Regions from separate parts of the Pogona vitticeps genome. Here region 2 is linked to region 1. A link is a contact called in public Hi-C data. All regions are on one chromosome and are shown on one strand. Each heading gives the region's core, a stretch centred on a gene start, on an enhancer-like site or on the middle of the called end of the contact. The rest is flanking DNA. Distances are from core to core; before and after follow the strand shown. Region 1 holds the start of C7H1orf174 (chromosome 7 C1orf174 homolog). Region 2 holds the start of LOC110072694 (basic phospholipase A2 PLA-B).

Region 1 (6,888 bases), core at 2,874-5,373:
CTCTGAATTCAAAGACAGCCCCACCTCTCTGCTAAGAGCTTTTTCCCTCTCCTTAGCCTGTTGGAAGCAGTTAGCCTGTGGAGGACCGCTGCTGAAAGTCAGTCAGCCATGTTGGTCAGTTTGCTGTTTGATCTGTCCTATTGTAAGTAATGAAATGTTTTTATTCTTTCTCTTACTAATGTCTCAGAGCGAGTGGCTGAGACTGTAAGTGCCAGCTAATGAGAAGAAAAAAGGGGTGGACTGAACTGGGGAATTTGGAGCTGTTTCTGCTCAGTGAATCCCTGTATTTTTATGACAAAGCTAGAGGGATTTAACCGAAATCCAAAACTCCGCAACATTTTCTAGCTCAGAATCACTGTTTTTAGGAACACCGTGGAAGAGAAATGCAGGAATGTTCAAAAAGAGCTTGAACAAGGTGATGTGAAGGTTAAAAACAATCCCAGAGGGGAAAGTTTAGGGCTCTCTTATTCCATCAAAGCCCTTTCTTTGTTCTCATTCCTACCCTTGTGGTCTAGCGCTGAGTCCCTCCTCTGGTTCACCTCCCTCCAGACTCTTCCGCTAGGCAACAAAACAGCCATCAGAGTGATTAAGTTTGGCTACAACAGGTCTTAAAATTGTTCCACCTTGAAAAAGACTGGGAAAATGCTGGAGTTTTTGCAACCTCGCAGGCTGCCTGTAGTAGGTGTGGCTGGGAAGGACTTTTCTGGGCTGGGATGACTGTCAATCTATCCAGCAGTAACCAATGGTTCCCTAGTCCCTTGGAATTCAAAGAGAGCCCCACCTTTCTGCTTTAGTGCCTTTTCCCCTCTCTTTAGTCTGTTGGAGACAGCAACCCTGTTGAAAGCAGTCCGTTGAGGCGTTCGGAGAAAGTCAGTTACGTCCATCAGTTTGCTGTTTGATCTGTTCAGAACTGTAAGTGAAGGAAATGATTTTTTTATTTTTTATTTTTTACTCTTTCTACTGCTAACATCTCAGAGTGAGTTACTGAGATTGTAAGTGCCAGGTAGAGAAGAAAGGGCATGGTCTACTCCAATGAACCTGAACCCTATTCTGTTCTGTGAATCCCTACACTTTTGCTGCACAGCTAAAGGTATTTACGCAGAACAATCAAACTTCTGCCGCAAAAGACTCTAGTAAAAGTGACCTCTCAAGTGGCTGAAGAATGTGGGACGTGTCATCCATCGCATCATAGTAAGGTGTCACTGAACTGTACGGGAAATGCTCTGATATCTGTATTTCTGAAGGTGCTTTGATCCCCCCGCTTCCTGTTGGCTGATATTGCCATCAAGTGGCCAAAGACCATTCATCTATATCACAAAACTTCAAGGCAGAAAAACAGTGCTTTTGTGAAACACACACACACAAGACACACACATGTACACACACACAGAGATTCACCTATGTTCCTGGAGCCACATCCACGCCCCATAAAATGTCAAAACAACCTCTACAGGCTCTTTCGCTTTCTGGCATCGGCAGAGGCTTTATTCAGAAACGTTCCTCCCCCCCCCCATGCGACTGGACTACAATGCACATCTTCTCCAGGCATGGACCATGCTGAAGGGGGGACGATGGACACTGCAGCACAACTACTCCCGCTTAATTCATTAAGACCCGTGGAAGATTCTGCCTGCCGTTCAGCCTGAATCGGAGATCTGAGTATCCCTCTTGATTGGGGAAGAAAAAGCCAACAGCAGAACTGGGACTGGCAACAAGAAGGCTCATCTGGAGGAAAAACACTTCTGCATCTCAGCACCAGAAAGGATGCAACCCCTGCCTGTGTCGGGTCGAGGAAGCGTTTTACAGTCACCCACCAGAGAGCGATCAGAAGGGTGTCAATCCATAAGAAGGAATCACACAGAGGTTCAATGGGCTTCCTCTTGGCTCATGCTTTGTGTTTTTTGGAAACCCTAAATGAAGCTCACATCTCAGAGATTCTTCCAGGATGGTGAGAGAGAGAGAGAGAGAGAGAGAGAGAGAGAGAGAGATGCTTTCTTTGTGCATCTATTTCATTTCAGGAGTAAAGAAGCTCATTTGTGTCTTCTAAAAGTGTGTTGAACAACCCCAGTCTGGTCATTACTTCCCTATGACTTCTACCAGTACTACCAGTTTCAGCTGTTTTACAAAGCGACAAGGTAATGAACCCATAAATTGCTATTTCAGAAGAACAGCAGCTTTTGCTTACAAGAAGACCACCCAGGCATTTTTGAACCACGTCAATTAGGAGAAAAGCAATTCATCTATAACAAAAACTATGGCGTATCGCCTTCTCTCCCTCGATGTTTAAGAATTAAGCCACCCCATGCTCTATTCAAAGATTCCTTTCCTATATGGCTGGTTGGAGAAGGCCATGAGTTAAAGAGGATGGCTTTTCACATCCAGGAGGACCCCCAGATTTCCTGGAAATTGGTTTGAATCCCCTCAGCGGATACTGAAAAATGTGGATTACGGCAAATGCTATTTTAATAGCCAGCACTGTACAGAGTGTGGTCTTTGGCTCCCTCTAATAACCAGTTCTGGTAACTTCATCTTCAGAAATATATATTTCTAGGAATTTTTCTGTTAATATTTGTAATATATTCAGACCTTGGATAAGTGAACCAGTGGATACTGATCCAGTGGATAAGGGGCTCCTACTTTATATGTGCCAAGAGAAAGCAGCATACAACACCCCTGCCAGGGATTCTGGACTGTGGCAAGCCAGAAATGGAGATGAGGCTGATAATGGATTTCTGCCACACAATCTTTTCTGTATGCCAGCAGGTTTTGAAGAGCCGACAAAATTGTGTTTCAAGAGGGTTGTGGTTCAGGAACCACAAAACAGGTAGGGTCTTAGTAGGCCACAACCAACCTGCAGGCCACCCATTTGCCTAAAGTAGTTGTGTTAACCTGTTGCTGAAAAGACAATCAAGAACCTTTGCTTTTAGTGGGTCTGTCTGTGTTGGAGTTTCTACAACCTTGCATGCCGCTTGTGGTTTGAGTGACTAGGACAGACCTTTCTGGCCGTCAATCTATCCAGCACTAACCAATCCTTCCCTCTTGCCTCAGAAGTCAGAGAGAGCCCCGCCTCTCTGCTGAGTGCCCCTTTCCCTCTCTTTAGTCTGTTGCAGTCAGTGTTTGTTTGCGAGCTGGCTGTTGATCTGTCCACAACTATAAGTAATGAAACATTTTTCATCCTCTCGCCTACAAATGCCTTGGAGTGAAGGACTGTGCCAGTTAATGAGAAAGGGGTGAACTACTTCGGGGAAGTTATAGCTATTCTCCTCTGAGAGTCTGCATATTTGCTGTTTAGCAAAAGGAATTTGAAATGCAAGATTCTGCAGCAAGTCTCCACCTCTGAAATGGGAAGGTGGAGATTTCCAGGGCAAATCCAGAACTCTCCACCTGCAGAGCCCAGAAGCTGCCAGTTTGCCTGTGGGAATCGGGTGAATCTGTTTCTTATGGCAAAAGAGTTTCCAGGTTGTCGCCAAATAGTCTTTAAAAAGAGAAAGATAAGCTTGCTTTTAAAGCACCAGCATGTTTCCATGGCATCTGAATTAAATATATTACATAGAGGCGAGGGACATTCCCTTTCAAGGTGGGGACTACAAGTCCCATAACATCCCAGCCAGTATTATGGGCGTTGTAGTCCCTAAAAGGAGAATTTGGCCCGGCTCTTCCTATAGCACCGCACAGGCACTCCTGCTTTCATAGCTCCCTCTGGTTGTGGGCGAGGGGGTGGCATTTGGCCCCCCCAACACACCCAGACCTCAAAACGTGGGAGTTTTTTCCATTGATTTCTCAAGCCCTGCTCTTGAACTCCGAATGCACTGCTACAGGTCTCTCTACTATTTTCGTAAATCTGTGTTCCGCGCGGCCATTAGGCGACGCACGGTGCCCTCTAAAAAGATGGCCGCTCTGGCTTCGAACAGTCCTCAGAATTCTTTTTTTCTGCTTCTTCAAAAGTCGACCGAAACTAGGACGACCTCTTTTTCCGTCCTCTCTGTGGCCACCCAGCTGCTCCGCACGAAGGGGAAAGAACCGGGGCTTCACAGGGAGCGCTTTATTTATGGGCGTCGTGCTCAAAACAAAGATGACGGATCTAAAACCTGTGGGGTTTCGCCCGGAAAGACCGTGAGGGCGACTGACCTTGACAGAAATGGCGGCCGTGGCCTCACCGGGAGGCGGACACTTCCGCCAGGCCCCTCCCTCTGATTGGATGCCGTGCTGCGGGTCTGACGGAAGTAGGGCGGGAAGGCCGGGCGAGGCTTCCGCGCTACCGGAAGTCGGCAATGGTGCTTGGTGGATCCGACCGGGTTGGGGCTCCGTAGCCTTCTCCATGCGGGCCCGGAGGGTGAGTCGCGGGAGGGGCCAGCCTGCCCTTATTTGCATATGCTAATGGTGTTAATTGGCCTGGAGAGGCTAAGAGCTTTATGAACGGCCGAGCTGGGGTATGTTAATTTATGCAAATATACAGTAATACGTTGGAAGGTCGGTCACGAAGCCGACTTCCTGATACGGATTGGTTATGCAGTAGGACCCCCGTAGCCGTGGGAGTTTGGTTCCGAGCCCTCCCGCGGATGTTGAAAACCGCAGATAACAGCGAACACTATGAATCGCATGGTAAAAAGGGGGGAGCTGAAATATGTGTTTTCACGACATATTTATAACTGGCCAGGGGCAGGGAGTGCCTCCCTCCCCTCTGTTCACCTCCTTGACAACAACCCTGCAAGGTCGCCCAGGGTGAGTCAGACCCTAAGAGGGGAGGATTCACTCTGTCGCTCTTCAGATGCTCTTTCTTGCCAGTCAGAGAGGATCCTCTAATCCAGCAGTCCCCAACCGTGGGGTCAGCCAGATGGACTACAAATCCCAGAAACCCCACTTACCCCCCCAGTTGTGCGTGTATCCTGACAACTCAACATAGCACACACCATCATCATCAATAGAACCGCAGAGCTGGACGGGGTGCCCTATGGATGAGGGAGTCCATTCCCGGTCAAGGAGGCCTCACGGGGGAAACGAACTCCCAAACTCTAACTCTGCAGCTAGAGGCCCTCAACCCTGAGCTGTGTATGGGTCATGTCCCCCCCCCTTCATCCTCGCCACAATCTTGTAGAGTAGCTCAAGCAGCTCTCAAAGGTCCACACCAAGCACAGGTGCACTGAAGCCCTTCTTTCCCAAGGGTCAGCCCGTCGTTTGTGACTCATAACTCGTTATCCACTCCTTGTCGGTAGCTGTCCTGTTGAAGCTCTCTTTTCTGGGTTTTTTCCCTCCGAACCAGGGTCCTTCACAGAAGGGGACCCATCGGCGGCCTTCCAAGAAGCTGAAATGTGAAAAGAAAACTCGGGCCAAGGTGGACGTCCCGCAAGGTGCCGTCCGGGAAGGCGCCGGCCCCGGTCTTCTCTCCCAAGAAGAGCCCGCCCAGAGATCCTCCTCGGAACACGAATCGGCCGACCTCGAGAGGATGCTGCAAAGGCACGCCAAGAGGATGCCTGAGACAGATGGCGAAACAGCAAGAGAACGAACCGATCTCAGCGTGGAGCTGTCCGCCCGGGGCCCCGAGAGCGGCTTTCCCGAGACGGACCGTGGAGCTCTCCTCGAGACACACTTTCGGACCCTGGAGGACGAGGAAGAGGAGGAAATAAAAGAGAAGGAGAGCCACGGGGCTGGGTGGTCAGATGACTCGGATATGGAACCCGAGGAGGCGGACGACCACGTGGTGGAGGTGGACAACAGCGTGTTCTTGAATGAGGACAGCAACCAGCCGCTGCCTGTGGACCGGTTCTTTGGCAGCGTGGCATTCATGCAGGTAGGGTGGCCGGAAGGAAGCCTAGAATTGCAGCTGCCATCTTAGCAAGTTTACTGTATGACTCCCTTATCCATGCATTCAGTATCTGCTGATTCGTTTATCCACAGTCTGAAAATAGCAAAAGAAAAATCCTAAGGATATATGTTTCTTAGAGAGAGCCAGAGACCATGCTATGTATGGCGTTCAATACTTCCACGTTTTTCAGCATCCATGCCAAGGCTTGGAACCTGTCCCTCGTGGATACCACGTTGCTACTAGACTCAATACCAAGGAAACTGTGGAAAGGGTTGCCATAAGTCAGAATTGACCCGATGGCATGCAAGGGTTTTTACAATTAAATACACCGAACAACGCTCGTCATTCATTTTTCTTTCAATGTAGGCTGAAATCCAGCCGTAAGCTGCAACTTGAGGAAGCTCATTGAATCTCTGAGGATACAGTACGTCAGCTCCCATTGATTCCGTGGGCCTCCTCTGGTTCCAAGCCCCACCCCACCCCGCAGATGCTGAAAAACGCAGATTAGAGCGAACCAAATTAGGAGAGGGGGAATGCGACACATACCATGATCTCTGGTTCCTTCTAGTGGCCAGTTCTGGTAGCTTCCTCCTTAAAAACACATATTTGGAGTTTTTTTAAAAAATATTATCAGACTGTGTTGATAAATGCGTCAGTGGATACTGATCCCGTGGATAATGGAGTCCATCTCCACTTTTATCTCACCCTTCACCCAAAGAGCGCGGGTCGCTATGTGGCTTTGCCATTGCACAGTAGAGTCTTCTCCACAGTCTTGTAAAGTAGCTCAATAACCGTCACAATGGGCTGGATTTGTCTCAGGTCACGAACCCTCTAACTCAGCCCTCGCCCACGTGGCTCCAGAGCTGAAGCTTAGCATGACTCCTTCTCTTTGCCCTCCTTGTGCTCCAGGCCTTTTGCTTTTAATAAGATCCTTTTAAAGATTTCCCCCTGGATTGTGGCTGAAGCCATCCTTGTGCTGTCTCTTCTCCCCAGGATCTCCCGGCCGCTCCCCTCACCCGGGCCATCGCCAGCAGGCGAGAATTCAGGAAGGCCCACTTCATTGCCAAGGAGGACGATGAGGAGGA
Region 2 (6,888 bases), core at 1,992-4,491, 480 kb after region 1:
AGTCGCTCACAGGATCGGCCTCTCCTACCTTGCAGGGCTGGTGTTGTATGAATGAAGTGGGAGGAAGAAGAATCAGAGTCATGGAGTCAGAACGGGTCTCGAAGGCCATCGGGTCCAACCCCCTGCTCAAGGCAGGAACACAAATCAAAGCAGATCGGACGGACAGTGGGCCCATATTTCTCTTGAAGGCCTCCAGCCTTGAAGCACTTGCCCCCCCTCCCCCTGAGGTCATTGTTTCTGTTGTTGTACTGCTCTAACAGTTAAGAGGTTTTTCTTGATATTCAGCCTGAATCTGGCTTCTGTCATTATGTGTCCTGTACTCTGGGAGGAATGAATACAGATCCTAGCCCTCCCTCTGTCGGGTAGCCTTTCAAGTCTTTGAAAAGTGCCCTCCTATCTCCCCTCAAAGTCTTATTTTCTCAAGGCTAAACGTGCCCAGCTCTTTCCATCTTTCCTCATAAGGCTTGGTTTCCAGCCCCTCTGATCCTCCTTGTGGCTCTCTTCTGAACTTGCTCCAATTGGTCAGCATCCTTTTTGAAGTGTGGTGTCCAGAACTGGACACAAGACTCAAGGTGAGGCCTAACCCGTGCCAAAGAGAGGGGAACAAGCACCTCACAGGATATGGAAGCTATGATTCTGTCAATACACCCTAAAATAGCATTGGCCTTTTCTGCAGCCACATCACACCACTGGCTCATATTCAGCTTTTGATCTACAACAATTCCAAGATCCTTCTCGCTTGTAGTATTACTGAGCCAAGTATCCCCAATCTTGTAACTGTGCATTTGGTTCCCCCCCCCCAAGCCAGGTGTAGAACTTTGCACTTATCCCTCGTTAAATTTAATTCCATCCTGTTATTTCCAGCCCAGTGCTCAAGCCTATCAAGATCTTTTTGAATTTTGTTCCCGTCTCCCAAGGCATTAGATTTTCAGTCTTTCCTCCTAGGGCTTGCTTCCCAGTCCCACCATCATCCTGGTCAGGTCATGCCAGCTTGAGTTGAGTGAAGTCTAATTAGTGAATACATGACGTGGCATTCAGGAGACATGCCATTTCATCCATTTCCAGGACCTGAACCTAAAAGGCAAATCTGATGCACCCCAAGAGCAGCTGTAGAGCTTAGAAGAGTTACTTTTTTTTTTTGGACCACATCTCTCAGGATCCCCTACCACGGCATGCGGGTCAGGAAATTTAGGAAGCTGTAATCTCAAAGTAACTTTTAAAAGCTCTGGGGCCCTCAGATACATTTGCACAAGAAGAGGCGTCCCTCTCTGCTTTTCTTGCTCGGAACACGAACGCCGAAGGGCACCCACGGACCCATGTTCCCCGATGGGTGGGGTGGGCCACCCTGGCTCGTCAACTTCCCACAGCTTCTGGGCCAGTGGGAAGAGGCATCTGAGCAGTCCGGTCGCCCGCAGGAGCCGTGGCGCACACAGTCAAAGAGAAAAAGGTTGGTATTAAGAGACCCAGGCATCGCTCACCGCTCTGCATGAGAGAGTTCAGCTTCCAATGGAATCTAACTCAATTGTGATGCTCAGCACCGTGGTGCCTGTGGAACAGGAAAGGCGAGAAGAGGCCGAGAAGAGAAGGGCAGGATGGACTCCCTGTTCTTTTTTGGGGGTTGCACCCTGAAAGGTTGGGGTTCAGAGTTGAAAAAAAATAATATTTGCAAACTTTGATGTCCAGGGAGATTGGAAATGGGGAGTAGTTAAAAGCCCCCTGAAACTGTGCACAAAATCCTAACTCTAGTAATGTAAGGGGTTTTCCCCACCACCACCCTGCTAGGGGCTGCAGAAGTTCGAAGGGGTGCCAAGGAATTCTGGGAAATATAATGCCAAAAAAAGAGAGAGAGAGTAATTTTTCCAAGCTCAGTGTTCTCTCCGGAAAGGAGACAGGTTAAATAAAATAGTGAGATTTCACTGAACACATGGCTGTATCTTTACGGAAGATGGGGATCAACCTGTGGCTATCTGGATGGGGTTGGACTACAACCCTCATCAGTTCTAGCCAGCAAGCTGAAAGATAGAGGCTGATGGGCATTGTGATCCACAAATTGCCCCCCTTTAAATTGCTTTAAAGGTATCTTCCTTGACGTGGAAAGCTGGGTTAGAATCAGATGAAGGAGCAGTTAAGACCTGGTGGAAGAAAGGCAAATCGTTTAAGAGAGGGAGATGATGCTATCGCACCCGCAGAATAGGAAATGACTTAGAATGGGTCCCAATGAAGGCGAAAGAAGAAAGTGCAAAGGCAGGATTGCAGTTGAATATTAAGCGAGAGAAATTGTATTTACAGAATTCCATGACTTCAATGTTGACAGTGAAGACACTGAACTTGTTATTTAGGCCTGGGTGCAGTCATCCATCCAAATGGACTGAATGCCAAGAAATCAGAAAAAGACTGAGACACAGAAGAGCAGCTGTGAAGGAATGAGAAAAGACCACCAAATCTAAAGAGGTGTTGCCAGAGATCAAGGCCAAGATCCTTCTATGATGTTTCTGATTTCTATATATGGATGTGAAAGCTGGGCAAAAAAGAATTGATTCATTCCAACTTTGTTATTGGAGATCAACTTTCTGGTTATTATGGACCACCAGAAAGACAAATAAGATCAAATCAGGCTTGAACTGTTCATAACAGCAGATGTGACTAAAAAAAAAGAAAAGACTCACTGGAAAGAACAATAATGCTAGGAGAAAGTGGGAGGCAGTAGGAAAAGAGGAGGCCCACCTAGGAGATGACTCAGGAAAAGAAACCATGGTCTTGAGTTTGCAAAATCTGAGCAGGGTTATTAATTAAGGGAAGAGGTGAAATCCCCCCTTTTCTCCTATAATTTCTTTTTTGTTTTCCAACTAGAGAAACAGACGCGAGAAAGAAGAGAAACAAAACGGAGATGGTGTCAAAAGGAACCTGCAAGTTCCTCTAGAAGAAAAAGAAGCGACCCATCTTCACTTTTCAGACATCTATGAGTCAATTGAACGCGTCGCTGAGGTGGCCGGAAATGGGAGCTTGTGCCCCTCTAGCCCCCCCACTCCAGCTCCATGGTGGACCCCTCCCTACTTTCTTCTGGACGTCATCGAACGTCGTTGGATGCGGTGGGCGTGGCTTTTTCCGGAAGTGGAGTGGAGGAGACCACCGAGAGCGGCGAAGGAGGTCGTTTCTCCGCCTGAGGCCGGATGTGGTTGGTGGTACCGTTGCCATGGGAACAAGGGGATCGGGGAGCCTTGGGGGCGGGCTTCCGGAGGAGGGGGCGGCCGCTTGCTATGGAGAAAGGGGGCCGGAGGTGACTTGGGGAGCCGAGAAATGGGGGGGGGTTGCTATGCCTTTGCGGGAGTATTATGGGATAGTTATTATGGGATGTCGCCCTGGTGCGGTACTAGCCCGGACTTGGAAAAGTGGCCTTCCTGGCTGGTGCATGATGGGAGTTGTAGTCTGGGATAGGTAACGCCTCCCAACCTGTCTATCATATGTAGGCCGCCTTTCTCCTGGCTTGGGTGGGAAGTCGGGGGGGGGGGGAGGAGGAGAGAGACACAAAGTGACCCTGACAGCAGAAGAAATTACGGAAAACACACATTTTTATAATTTTTTTTAAATCAGTAAAAGTGCAATAGTAATTAAAAGCCCATTAGTTAATTACAGACTTTATTTTTAATTCTATTTTTATTTTTATTTATCTAAAACATATGCATAAACATAAAATACACAAATCAAAATACAATGTAACTGTGTTCCCCACCACCGTACACTTAGAAAAACAAAAAATTCAGCATTAAGGTATTACTATTATTCGATGTCCTATAGTTTTGCTATTATTTTTATTTTTATTGTTATTATCATCATCATTATTATTAATATTATTATTACTGTGATACTGAAACTGATGGGTTCAGAGGAAGCAAAAGGAGAGGCCCTGAGAGTTTCTTTCTACCATTGATTTTTAAAGAGCTGAAAGACTAGAGTGACTTACAAACGGAAATTTTTAACCGGCCTGTTTTGACTGTCGCCTTCTTCAGTTGCGCTGGCTAGAAGTTTGTTGATTTTTTTATTTTGCTTTTACCTGAGCCACTGAAGAAGGCGGGAGCAGAGACGTGTGGCTTGAATAGGCACATCCCTCTTGCAAGGGCATCGAGGCGGCCAGGAGCACCTCTGCACGATGGAAACTTAATGCGCCAGCAATGATGTCCGCCTCTGGAGAGATTTGGTCTGGCCCCGGTCATGCAGGCCCTTCCGGCTGGATTACTGCAAGGCGCTCTGTGTGGGGCTGCCGATGGGAAGGGCCAGGAGACTTCAATGGGTCCAAAAGGGTGCAGCCAGATGGCTAACCAGGGCTGGTCGCAGGGATCACATAAGTTAAAGCCAGACTTCCCTGGTGTGGAGTCTCAAATGTCACATTGGCCATTGAATCTGTTGGCTGAAAGTGGCTGATCAGCTTCTTTATATTATCTAACCCTCTTTAACCAACTCCTCTGCCTTTCTTGGCCCGGCTTCCCCTCCCGGGAAGCACCAAGCCACAAACTCATATGTAACTGTTTCACAAGAACGAAAAGTGAAAGAACCGAACTTTCCAGAAATGAAAAGGAGGAAAGAGCTGTTAGCTAGGCAGTGATTCATTCTCAGTCAGGCTGGAAACCCTGAAACAAGTGCCTGCGTTCAGCTGGTAGGTGTCTGTCTGTCTGAGCATTTAATTCATTTTTGCTTGGTACAAGTGCAATGAGAGTTATGTTTTTTAAAAAGGGAGAGGAATGTAGTTTCTGAATTAAATTGTTTAAACTTTTGTATTTGAATTCAGAGTCACTAGCCCGTATTGAGCTTCACCCCAATTGCTGTCATCTAGTAATACAGAATTGGGCTGCCCCAGCATTATGTAGGCAATGATTTCCATGGAGAAAGCCCTTTCTCTTCTTGGGGGAGAGCAGGATCTGTGCGAGGAAAACCATTCTGTGCGACCACACTGTTCAGTGGAAGCTCAACCAGCTACTAGCTGTTGACCCAAACTTTCCCCCCAACCTGACTGAAAAGCAGCCTTGACATGCCCAGTTCAGCCACGTCACACTTGTGTTTAAAAAAAGCATTTTATCTGAAATTTGTCCTAGTCTTTGAAAGCGATGGGTAGATTCCTCAAGACTGTTGCAAATGCACTTGAAATGAATCTGGACACGAAGAAGCTGCTTGGAGGGCGGAAGGATTGTGTTCCACTCGGCAAGGGTGAGCAAACCCTGTGGGTCCTGCGCAGATCCTCATCTTTTGTGGGCTGTGCCACTTTTAAATTTTTTTTTCTCCAGTGTTTTTTCAAATGTGGAAACGCCGGGATGTTGGCTTCTCCTTTTTGTAAAAAAGTAAAGAAAACCTTCCCATTCTCATCTGCATCCAGGAGCTTTGTTGTGGTATAGAAATGGCATTACTTGAAAGGAAGTCATACAGAGGAGGGACAGGATCTGTTCTTGATTATCCCAGAGTGCAGGACACGTCATAATCGGCTGAAGCCGCAGGAAGCCAGGTTTAGGCTGAATGTTAGGAAAAACGTCTTGACTGTTAGAACAGTATGACAACGGAACCCATGACCTCGGGAGGTGGTGAGTGCTCCAATGCCGGAGGCCTTCAAGAGAAAACTGGGCCACCCTCTGTCAGATCTGCTTTGATTGGAATTCCTGTCTTGAGCAGGGGTTGGACTTGATGACCTTACAGGCCCCTTCAACTCAGTGTGATTCTGTTGTGGCTATGCCATGCTTAGGCATGACTGAAAGGCTTGTTATTCAGCCAACGTTGGAAACGGTTAAAGTTTCTCGTCCGATTAATCTAGATCCATTCTGTTTTTCCCTTCCAGAGATACACATCAGGATCAGACTGTAACGATGGATGCTGCCGGGCGCCCTTCCACGGGCCAAGTCATCCTCCTGGCTACCAGCTCGGCAGTTACGGCCATCCTGTACGCCATTTACAGGCACAAGTCAAAAGTGGCTCACAGCCTGAAGGTCCGTGGCTCCTTATTACTTTAGCTAGTTGCCCTTTGGTTCGCTGACGTTTCCAATCACTGGGCATTTGGAAGGGATGAATAAAGTCCCAATTAAAAGTAGCAATACAGGAGCTTTTCCACTGTGCCTTGTCTGTTTTCCCACACAGGGGGACAGCCATCTCTAGAGGTCCACCCTTGGAGGGACATGTCTGATCTTGAACCCCCAGCATGAGTTTGAGTAAAAAGACCCCTTATGCTCTCTATGTGGCTGAAACATATATTAAAAAAAACACAGGAGGGGCGTAGGCTCCCTTCAGAGCATGACAAAGGGCTCCAGCACTTATTTAAATAAAGCAAAAAATACGAAAATAAAATCAGAGCCTGCTGGGGCTTACTAGGTACCCCTGCCCTGCCCCCAGATCCAAGTGGGGTCCTTTGGCAGCTAACACGAGTGACGGGTGGGGCTTCCTGCTGCTCCAGCAGCCCTCAGCGGCCCTCGAAAACCTGATCCGGAGGGTTCCCCATGCCCAGCCCTCCACCTCAGCTTTTTAGCTTGTGTTGATGGTGGTTGGGACCGAAGGAAGTAGGAGAGGAGACCACCGATTTTGGCAGGAACAGTCAAATCAGGAGGAAGAAGTCCATTACGAGATCCCGGCAGCTGAGCCAGTGGCTTACTTTCCTCTCTCACCCCCTTCTCCGACCTGTTGCTAGTTAGCAAGTCCTGATCTTCTGGCGTCTGGCCCTTCCTAGCTGCCTTGCGTAGATGATGTCTGTGGGTTCAGAGCTGGAACCGGTTCTGCAGCAGACGAGCGTCGCGTGGTTGATGAGCTCTCTTGTCCTTTGCCCATGGTGTGGCTGTAGCCAAGCTGCTGATTCGGAGGAGGCTTTTACCAAAAATTCCTCTTTGCTTCCCCCCCCCCCCCGCGACTTTAGGGAGCCAA

What was found. A called contact is a pair of places that touch in the nucleus more often than the background predicts.
Region 2: a Hi-C map of muscle shows a contact between it and region 1, with 5 times the contacts expected there. The contact joins the promoter of LOC110072694 here to the promoter of C7H1orf174 in region 1. A contact is called at or near these places in 2 of 2 Hi-C or Micro-C datasets (blood and muscle).

Annotation. Positions count from the first base shown.
Region 1 is chr7:10,836,341-10,843,228 of PviZW2.1, forward strand. C7H1orf174 (chromosome 7 C1orf174 homolog) reads left to right here and starts at 4,124. Exons shown (of 3, transcript XM_020781177.3): 1 at 4,124-4,333; 2 at 5,261-5,788; 3 at 6,797-6,888. The coding sequence starts at 4,139.
Region 2 is chr7:11,312,538-11,319,425 of PviZW2.1, forward strand. LOC110072694 (basic phospholipase A2 PLA-B) reads right to left here and starts at 3,242. Exons shown (of 4, transcript XM_078378924.1): 1 at 3,055-3,242. The coding sequence starts at 3,195. It overlaps MUL1 (mitochondrial E3 ubiquitin protein ligase 1), which reads left to right and starts at 3,057. Exons shown (of 5, transcript XM_072977778.2): 1 at 3,057-3,179; 2 at 5,819-5,966; 3 at 6,881-6,888. The coding sequence starts at 5,847.